2 separate regions of the Oryctolagus cuniculus genome follow, and region 2 is linked to region 1. The links are chromatin contacts, called in public Micro-C maps. All regions are on one chromosome and are shown on one strand. The core of a region is the stretch at or near the end of the contact, and the rest is flanking DNA. Distances in the headings are between cores, read along the strand shown. Region 1 holds the start of CPSF3 (cleavage and polyadenylation specific factor 3). Region 2 holds the start of ASAP2 (ArfGAP with SH3 domain, ankyrin repeat and PH domain 2).

Evidence for each region. Hi-C and Micro-C count contacts between places; a contact is called where the count stands out from the background.
Region 2: a contact with region 1 is called in a Micro-C map of ear pinna, with 4 times the contacts expected there. The contact joins the promoter of ASAP2 here to the promoter of CPSF3 in region 1. A contact is called at or near these places in 2 of 6 Hi-C or Micro-C datasets (ear pinna and an unstated tissue).

Annotation. Positions count from the first base shown.
Region 1 is chr2:192,666,680-192,670,579 of mOryCun1.1, reverse strand. CPSF3 (cleavage and polyadenylation specific factor 3) reads left to right here and starts at 2,456. Exons shown (of 18, transcript XM_002722482.5): 1 at 2,456-2,725. The coding sequence starts at 2,676. ITGB1BP1 (integrin subunit beta 1 binding protein 1) reads right to left here and starts at 2,549. Exons shown (of 7, transcript XM_017338412.3): 1 at 2,301-2,549.
Region 2 is chr2:192,844,375-192,848,476 of mOryCun1.1, reverse strand. It overlaps ASAP2 (ArfGAP with SH3 domain, ankyrin repeat and PH domain 2), which reads left to right and starts at 2,384. Exons shown (of 28, transcript XM_051833312.2): 1 at 2,384-2,773. The coding sequence starts at 2,648.

The DNA.
Region 1 (3,900 bases), core at 1,207-3,706:
TAAAGAAAAATAAAAAGTCTTTAAAAACATTTTAAATAAAGCCTAATATGTGTCATCAACTCTGCTGGGAGCTCTGAGGTATGTTATAATCTGTATTTTACAGAGGAGGGATCTGGGGCCTGCCTGTCGAGAGGATTCATGGACAGGGGCTGGTGCTGTGGCGCAGCGGGTTAACACCCTGGCCTGGAGTGCCAGCATCCCATACAGGTGTCAGGACGAGACCCGGCTGCTCCACCTCCGATCCAGCTCTCTATGGCCTGGAAGAGCAGTGGAGGATGGCCCAAGTGCTTGGGCCCCTGCACCCACATGGGAGACCCGGAGGAAGCTCCTGGCTCCTGGCTTCGGGTCGGTGCAGGTCGGGCCACTGCGGCCAATTGGGGAGTGAACCAGACAGAAGACCTCTCTCTCTCTGCCCCTCCTCTCTCTGTGTAACTCTGACTTTCAAATAAATAAATATTAAAAAAAAAAAAAAAAGGCAGTGAAATCACAACAGTTGTTTTTTTTTTTTAAACATGGCTCTGGCCGCCAGGTAGGGCACTCATGGCCCAGGATAAGAGTAAAGAGAGGGAGCCTGGTTAGCAGGTACTGCTGCAGACAGCAGCACTGCCCATCACTCAGGGGTACTTCTCAGCAAGACAGGAGGCGGCAGGGCCTCATTCCCAGCACTGCACACAGCCGGGGAGGCCCAGCACAGCACTCCAGCCTCCTGCGCCGAGGCAGGGCCGCGGGGCTACCACAGTGAACACGTCGGGTTCAAGGTCTGTCCCCTCAGGATCCTTGGTGATGGGTCCAGGAGAACCTCCCCACCAAAGAACACCGAAATCCGCATCCTCACGTCCCTTCGGTAAAATGCGTAGAATCTGTAAAGACGCTACACACATCCTCCTGTGTGTGGACTGCTTACCATAGCCAGTACCCTGTGGACGCCGCCTAATTAATGCGTGGTCACCCGGAACACCACGGGGAGAGTCTACACACATTCCGAGCAGGTGCAATGTGCTGTCCTGGACGGGCCGGATCCACAGGTGCGCAATCCGGAAGGCCTCGAAGTGTGGGAGAGCCCAGCTACGTGCACAAGGCCGCCGAGCGCAGTCCACAGCTAACGCTCGATTGCACCGCCCGTGGCTCCCTAAGGCATCTCCCCGACCCTGCAGAACCCCGAGAGCGGCTCCAGGGCCGGGGAGCCTTAAGCCTTTTTACATCGTCAGGCCGGGAGCTCGGGGGAAACGGCACTTGGTAAGTCTTCGATACCTGCTTTGCTGCATGCAAATCGCTCTTGCCTTATTCATGCGCCAAACGAGGTCCACCACACCGCGCAACACAGCGTCCTCCCCCGCATCGGCGCCCCCTCCTCCTCCACTTCACCCCAGGAAAGTGTGGTTTTGCCCACACCGAGGCCTGGCTGCCCCCGGCCCCCGCAGCCCACAGAGCACCCAGAACCCGGGCTCCCCGGGAGCTCTCGGAGGCGGCCCGCGTCGTGGCCAGGTCGCTGTCCTTTCAGGACCTGCTCCCCTCCTGGGAGGGCGCAGGCAGCCACGGCAGGCGGAGGGCAGTTCTCGCGTGGGGACCTTGTCCTGAATCACCCGTCACACCTCAGCCTCCCATCTGATGCCCCCGCTCCACTACAACCTCACAGCTGGAGACGCCCGTCCAAGGGCACGGGAGCCCTCTTCACCCCCGCCCCGGAGCGCGCACCTAGCCCAGGTGTGCTAAGCCCCCCACCCCCCGCATGCCTCCACCTGGAGTCACCTGGCTACCTCCCACCTCTCGGGACGAATCGCAGGCTGCTTCTCTTTTGCGACTGGCCCCCGACCCCCCAGGCTGAGCCAAGGGGCCACAGCGGGGGTGCCCGCCCTCACCCCGGGACCACCCGACCCCAGAGGTTCCCCCTTCCCAGGCACAGCCTGGCAGAGCCCTGCAAACCGAGCCGAGGACTTCCGCGGGAGGCCACCCCCGCCCCCCCCCCCCCCCGAGGCCTTGACACCACAGACCCCATGGCAGAGCGTGCGCGCTCCGGGGGCGCCAGGCCGGGGGCCGAGCGGGCCGCACACCTGCCGGGGCCCCCGCACCGTGCGCCTGCGCAGACGACGACCCCGGCCCGGCCCCAGGGGCGCGGGGAGAACGGAACGCGGGGGCCCCGCGCCTCGCCTTGCTCGCCCGCGGGGCTGCCCTGGGAGCCAGCGCGGCCGCCGCCTCGGCCCCACCCATGCTCCCCGCTCGCCGGCGCCGCCCTCGGGGCCGCGTTCCGCTCCGGCGCCCGCCATCTCGGCCCCGCCTGAGGCGACGCGCGGGGCCCTCACCTCGCGGCCGCGGGCCTGGCCCTGGGGACGCCGGCCCTCCGCGGCGAGTCCGAGGTTACTCCAGTTCTAATTCCGGCGCCGGCTTTTCCAAGCCTCCTCACCGCGTCCGCCGGGGCGCGCCTCCCCGGCCTCGCGCAGGCGCAGTGCTGAGGACCCGCCCCGGCCTCCCGGACCGCGCGTCGCGAGGAACCTCGCGGGCCGGGTTCTCGGACCGGAAGTCGGGGCGGAGCCTCACTCCGAGAGCGCCAGAGAACCGGAAGTTGTGCCTTTACTGGCCCGGGTTCTTCCTTCTTCAGGTCTCGGGAGCTGTGTTTCCAGTTCGGAAGAACTCGGGCGCCCGCTTGCTCAGCCTCGCTCCTCCCTCAGCCTCCCAGGATGTCTGCGATTCCTGCTGAGGAGAGCGACCAGCTGCTGATCCGACCCCTGTAAGGGACCAGCGGGCGAGGGGCGAGGAGGGGCCCCGCTGCCCGCAGCCCCGGCCCGGGCGGGCCTCCCGCGCTGACGGGGTTTCGCCCCGTCTCCCGTCTCAGGGGAGGCGGCGTGCAGGCCCCTGGGTTTCGCCCCGTCTCCCGTCTCAGGGGAGGCGGCGTGCAGGCCCCTGGGCGCTTTCGCGCGGGCTGAGGCTGCGGCGGCGCGGGGAGGAGCCGCCCCTGGCGCCGATGGCCCCCGGGGCCTGACGGTGCGGAGATGCGAGGCCGGAGCGGGAGAGGGGCGTGCGGGAGCGCAGCCCGCGGCGGGGAGGAGAGAGCGGAGCGCACGCCCTCGGCCCGTGGCTGTCCGTCGGAGACCGATCTCTCGCCTGGGCTGGCCCCCGAGGACAAATAGAGGAGTAGAGCTGAGTATAAATGTGGGGCTATGTGGAAGAGCAGTGTGGACCCACAGAGACTATCTGGAAGATTTAGGGAGCGAGCTTCCATCTGCTGGCCGGAAGCCTGGAGCTCCGTCCAGGTCTCCCGCGTGGGTGCAGGGGCCCAAGCACGCGGACCATCTCTGCTGCTTCCCAGGTGCACTAGCAGGGAGCTGGGTTGGCAGTGGAGCGGTGCTCATAGGTGTGCGGGGGTCCGGGACAGGGCTGACCCACCGCACCGCCGTGCCAGCCCCCGCAGACGCTGTTGCTGGGTGATAGTAGCCCACGCGTGGTGTCTGCTCCGCGTCCTGTAGGGGTTCACTGAGCGCCTGCGGGGACGTTCGTAACCCAGGTGTGCGTTCAGGGAAGACCGGGCAAGTACCTAGCACAGCACCGGGCTGGGGGTGCACACCAGACGGAGGACTGAGTTCGTGGAGTTGGCCCTTCAGGAGCGAACTGCAGTGCAAAGCGGGAAACGCTGGGAGAGGTGGGGGCCCTTTGGGGGCGGCGCTGGGGCGTGCTCCCTGCCCCACCCTTGCTAGGATAGGACAGCGGGTCTCCCTGAAGGCGTCTCTGGTGTGGAATTGAGCAGGAAAGATGGAGATCGTCCTCAGCTGGTGAAGAGCCCGGGCTCGCGCGGCCCCGAGTGCCGGGGGAGTGGCCCAGAGGGAGGCGTCTGGGCCTCAGGTGTCAGTTGTGGGGAGCCCTGCCGGGTGACGAGAGCGCGGCGAGTGGGGGGGCCTGCAGCCCGGG
Region 2 (4,102 bases), core at 1,135-3,634, 180 kb before region 1:
TCTGCTGGTTCACTTCCCAGGTGTGCATAACAGCCGGGGTTGGGCTGGGCCGGGCTGAAACCAGGAGCTGGGGATTCAGTCTGGGTCTCACATGTATACTGCTTTCCCAGGCCAGAGCAGAGAGCTGGACAGGAAGTGGAGCAGCTGGGACTCGAACCCGTACCCACAATGGATGCCGGCACTGCAGGTGGAGGCTTAGTCCACTACGTCACAGTACCATCCCCCTGCCTCATGAAGTGACATCTTAATCACAGTGCCAAAGGCCCACTCACTCAGGGCCTTTTAGATTTTTTAAATAAAGATTTTAATTATGTATTTGAAAGGGAGAGGCAGAGAGAAAGGTCTTCCATCCACTGTGTCACTCCTCAAATGGCTGCAACAGCTGGAGCTGGGCCCGGCAGAAGCCAGGAGCCTGGAACACCATTCGGGTCTCCCACATGGGTAACAAGGGCCGGAGGACTTGGGCCATCACCGGCTGTTTTCCCAGGAGCATTAGCAGAGAGCTGGCCGAACGTGGAGCAGCCAGGACCTGAACTGGGTCTCGGGTATGGGAAGCAATGCGGGTGGTGTGCATACGGCCCCTTGCTCAGACTTGGAAGGAGTGGCAGAGTAGTAAACTGCTCTGTCATTCCGATCCATCTGACGTCCTCTTTACACCGCCAATGGACTTGGTGACGATTTCTTTTCCACCAGCTCTCTCATCCACTTGCAACACACAACGCAGCACCACTACTTCCTGCCCCCGAGAAAATACCACAAATGAGAAGAAACGGGGCAAGAGGTGCATGGAGAGAGAGAGAGCACTGAGCTTCACTTTGCCCTTGTAGAAGGCGTCTTGAACGCTTTGGCTAATGCTGGACCAGATGCCAAGGAAAATCACAGCGTGCCCATCCTAAGCCCGCAGAGCCTCACAGAGACTGCGGTCGCCAAGCCCTGAAAAGGTGGCCAGGATAGACATTGTCCCACCAGGATGGACATTGTCCCACACCACCCAGGAACAAAGACTGCAGCTAGAGGAGCAGGCAGGAGGCCACCGAAGGAGCCAGGGGCACCAGTATACCTGCAACAGGTACCCGCCAGGCAGGAAGTATACAAAGTTGCCAATCCAGGAAATCCCCAAAGACATCCAAAGGGTGGAAACCCTACAGGGAGGACAGCAGCAGAGTTTCAAAGTTGCAGCTCATGGCTGAGTGCAGTACTGAAAGCCGCGCACCAAGCAATCCAGGGAGCGCTGCTGAAATACCAGAGGCCATACATAACGTCTGAGCGAAGGCGCCCCTCCTACAGCGAATTCTCACAAGGCAGCTTAAGACGGGCCGTGGGGTCCCCGGTCCCCGGAGGCAGCTCCCCCAGCGTCTCTCGCACTTCCTCCTCGTCCGAAGCACAAAAGGTTTTTGTCCATTTCTCCCGGGTCTAGAGCCGGCAGCCACGGCCAGCGCTGCACTCGGCTGGCGGAGCCGCCGGCGCGATTCTACGCGAGCGCAGTCCCCAGACCCGAGAGCTGCGCATGGAAGTCGGCGTTGATTCAGCCTCTTCCCGCGGACCGGCTACGACCCGGCCTGGCCGCCCTCCACCCCCGGAGGAGACCCCTCCTCGCCCGCTCGCGCGGCGTCCCCGGGAGGGGTCCGGCCGGGCACCCTGGGAGGATTTCCCGCTAAGCCCGGGCGAGCGCAGCGGACACGACTGCAGCATTTCCTGGCGCCGTGCGCCTTCCTAGCAGAGGGGCCACCCGTGGGGGTTTGAATCCCACCAGGACCCCAGCCCTCGGGCACGTTGGTCCGGGCAGGACATGCACCCGCCTCTCTCACGCCTGCCCGGGCGAGACGACCCCACGGAAACCACGCAGACGCTCACTACAGGGTTCCCACTCGTGGCTGTGTCAGGTGCTCCGGGCGGAGCGCGTCCTCCGGCAGGGGGCGAGCGACTCGCGCCGGCTTCCCGCAGCCCGGGCTTTCCCCGGGTGCGCTTCAGGTGGGGGCCCCAGCGGGGCTCCCCGCCGGGGCCGGGCTGGCGTGCCCGGGGGGGGGGGGGGAAGGCGGCCCTGGCTCGGCCCGAGCGCACCCAGGGTCCGAGCGACGGCCTCGGGAGGTCTCCGTGCGCGGCAAGACCCCCCCGGGGGGCGCGCCCCAAGACCCCGCGCGCCGCGCCGGCCCCGGGCTTCGAGACAATGCGGCGGCGGCGGCGGCGGGGAGCGGCTCGGCGGGCCGGGGCGCGCGCCGCGCTCCTTCCTGCGGGCTCCGCTTCCCGGCGGCGCGGCGGCGGCGAGCGCGCCGATTGGCGCCCGGGCCTCCGCGCCGCCCCGCCCCGCCCCGCGCCCGGCCGGCCGCCGCCCCCGGCCCGGACCCGCCCCTCTCCGCGGGAGGCGCTCGGGGCCCGCGGCTGGGTGGCGGGCAGTTCCCGCCGGCTCTGCGCGCCCGCCTTGGGGCTCGCTGGAGAGGACGCGCGGCGGCGGCGGCGGCGGTCGCGGGAGCCCTCGGCGCGCGCGCGGACGGCCGGGCCGAGCTGCGGGCTGCGCGCCGCCCCTGCTCCCGCCGCCGGGCCCCGCGCCGGCTCCCGCGCCCAGCGGCGGCCCCCGCGCCCCGGCGCTCCCCTTTGTCCGCGCGCCCGGGCGGCGGCGGCGGCTGTCCCTCGCCCGCGCGCCGCGGCGATGCCGGACCAGATCTCCGTGTCGGAATTCGTGGCCGAGACCCATGAGGACTACAAGGCGCCCACGGCCTCCAGCTTCACCACGCGCACGGCCCAGTGCCGGAACACGGTGGCGGCCATCGAGGAGGTGAGCGGCGGCCTGGGAGGCAGTTCTGGCCGCAGGGACCGCGGCGCCGCGCCCCGGCCGGGTCCCCGCCCGAGGCGGCCCGCGCGGGTCCCGGCCCCCGCGGCCGGGAAAAGTTTCTTCTCCGGCGCTGCGGACGCGGCCGGGCCAGCCCTGCCCGACACAGAAGCCCTTTGTTCCCGCGTCGGGGCTCGCAGGCGACGGTCGAGGGCCACTTCGGGCCTCTGCGGGACCCCCGCCCCGCCCCCATCTCCCTCGCGGGGGCTCCGGCGGGGGCCCTTCCCTCCCCGCGCGGCCAACTTTGGGCCGAGGGCCGGAGGCGGCGGTGAGCAGGGGACCCCTGAGCCCGCCGCGGTCCGGGGTGCGAGGTCCCCGGCGCGGACCTCCGCAGCTTGTCCCCGGCGCGGCTCCGCGCGGGTTCCTCCAGGGGGGCCCGGCCCGCCAAGGTGAAGAGGCCTGGGCGCCCCCGCACCGTGCACGCGGAGTCGGCGCCTCTAGGGCCGGGAGGCCTCTGGTGCGGCTCCGGGTTACCTGCGTCTCACCTGCGGGAACCCCTGGCCGCCTGCCTCCGGCTCCCTGGGCGAGGCCTGGCTTCAGGCAGCTCTTTCAGGGTGCACAGTCATCGCCGGGGCGCTGTCCAGGTCCGGGCCGCAGCCCGGGGCGGGTCCTCGCTGCGGCGGCGCCTCGCTCACCTGCTGGAGCCGGGGCCTCCGAGCGCGGGCGCCTGCCTTCCGCGGGGCCGGTGGCGGGGACCCGGCGCCCAGCCCCGCGTGCGGCAGCCGGGAGTCGCCGGTTTGGTTGTTCTTGGCTGCAGCGTGAGGCTGCCGCATAAGAATCGGGTATGGGGGTGGGTGGGTGGGTGGGTGTTTTAGACCAAAATGCCTGGGCCAGAGTCGGGTGCCCGGGGTCCCCCGGAGCGGTAGATCAAGGCCGGGATTCATCCCGCCACCCCCACCTGAACAAAGAATCTGCGCTTAGCAACCGCTTGAGAAAAAGATGCAGAATGTTTTATCTTAACCGGGGATTCTCTGTAGGCAGAAACAGCCCTTGGCGGGGCTGAGTCAGAAGTCACCGCTCGCTCGCGTTCTTGACCGTGTCGGCCCAGGTAGCTCCTCCTGTCCCCACCCTTTTTTGGCACAAGGCAGCTGAGTGGAAACCTTTTGCAGGGAGTCCAGTGTTCTCCAGGTGACTTAATTCCACTTTTATCTGAAAGGCTTAAAAAAGCAGGCACGAGGCAGGTGGGGATGGCGAGTGAGATGGTTTCGGAAGACCTAGTTGGAAAGCCCTGGAAGTACACCTTCTGCGCCGAGGTAGTAGCAGGTGTTTTGCAAG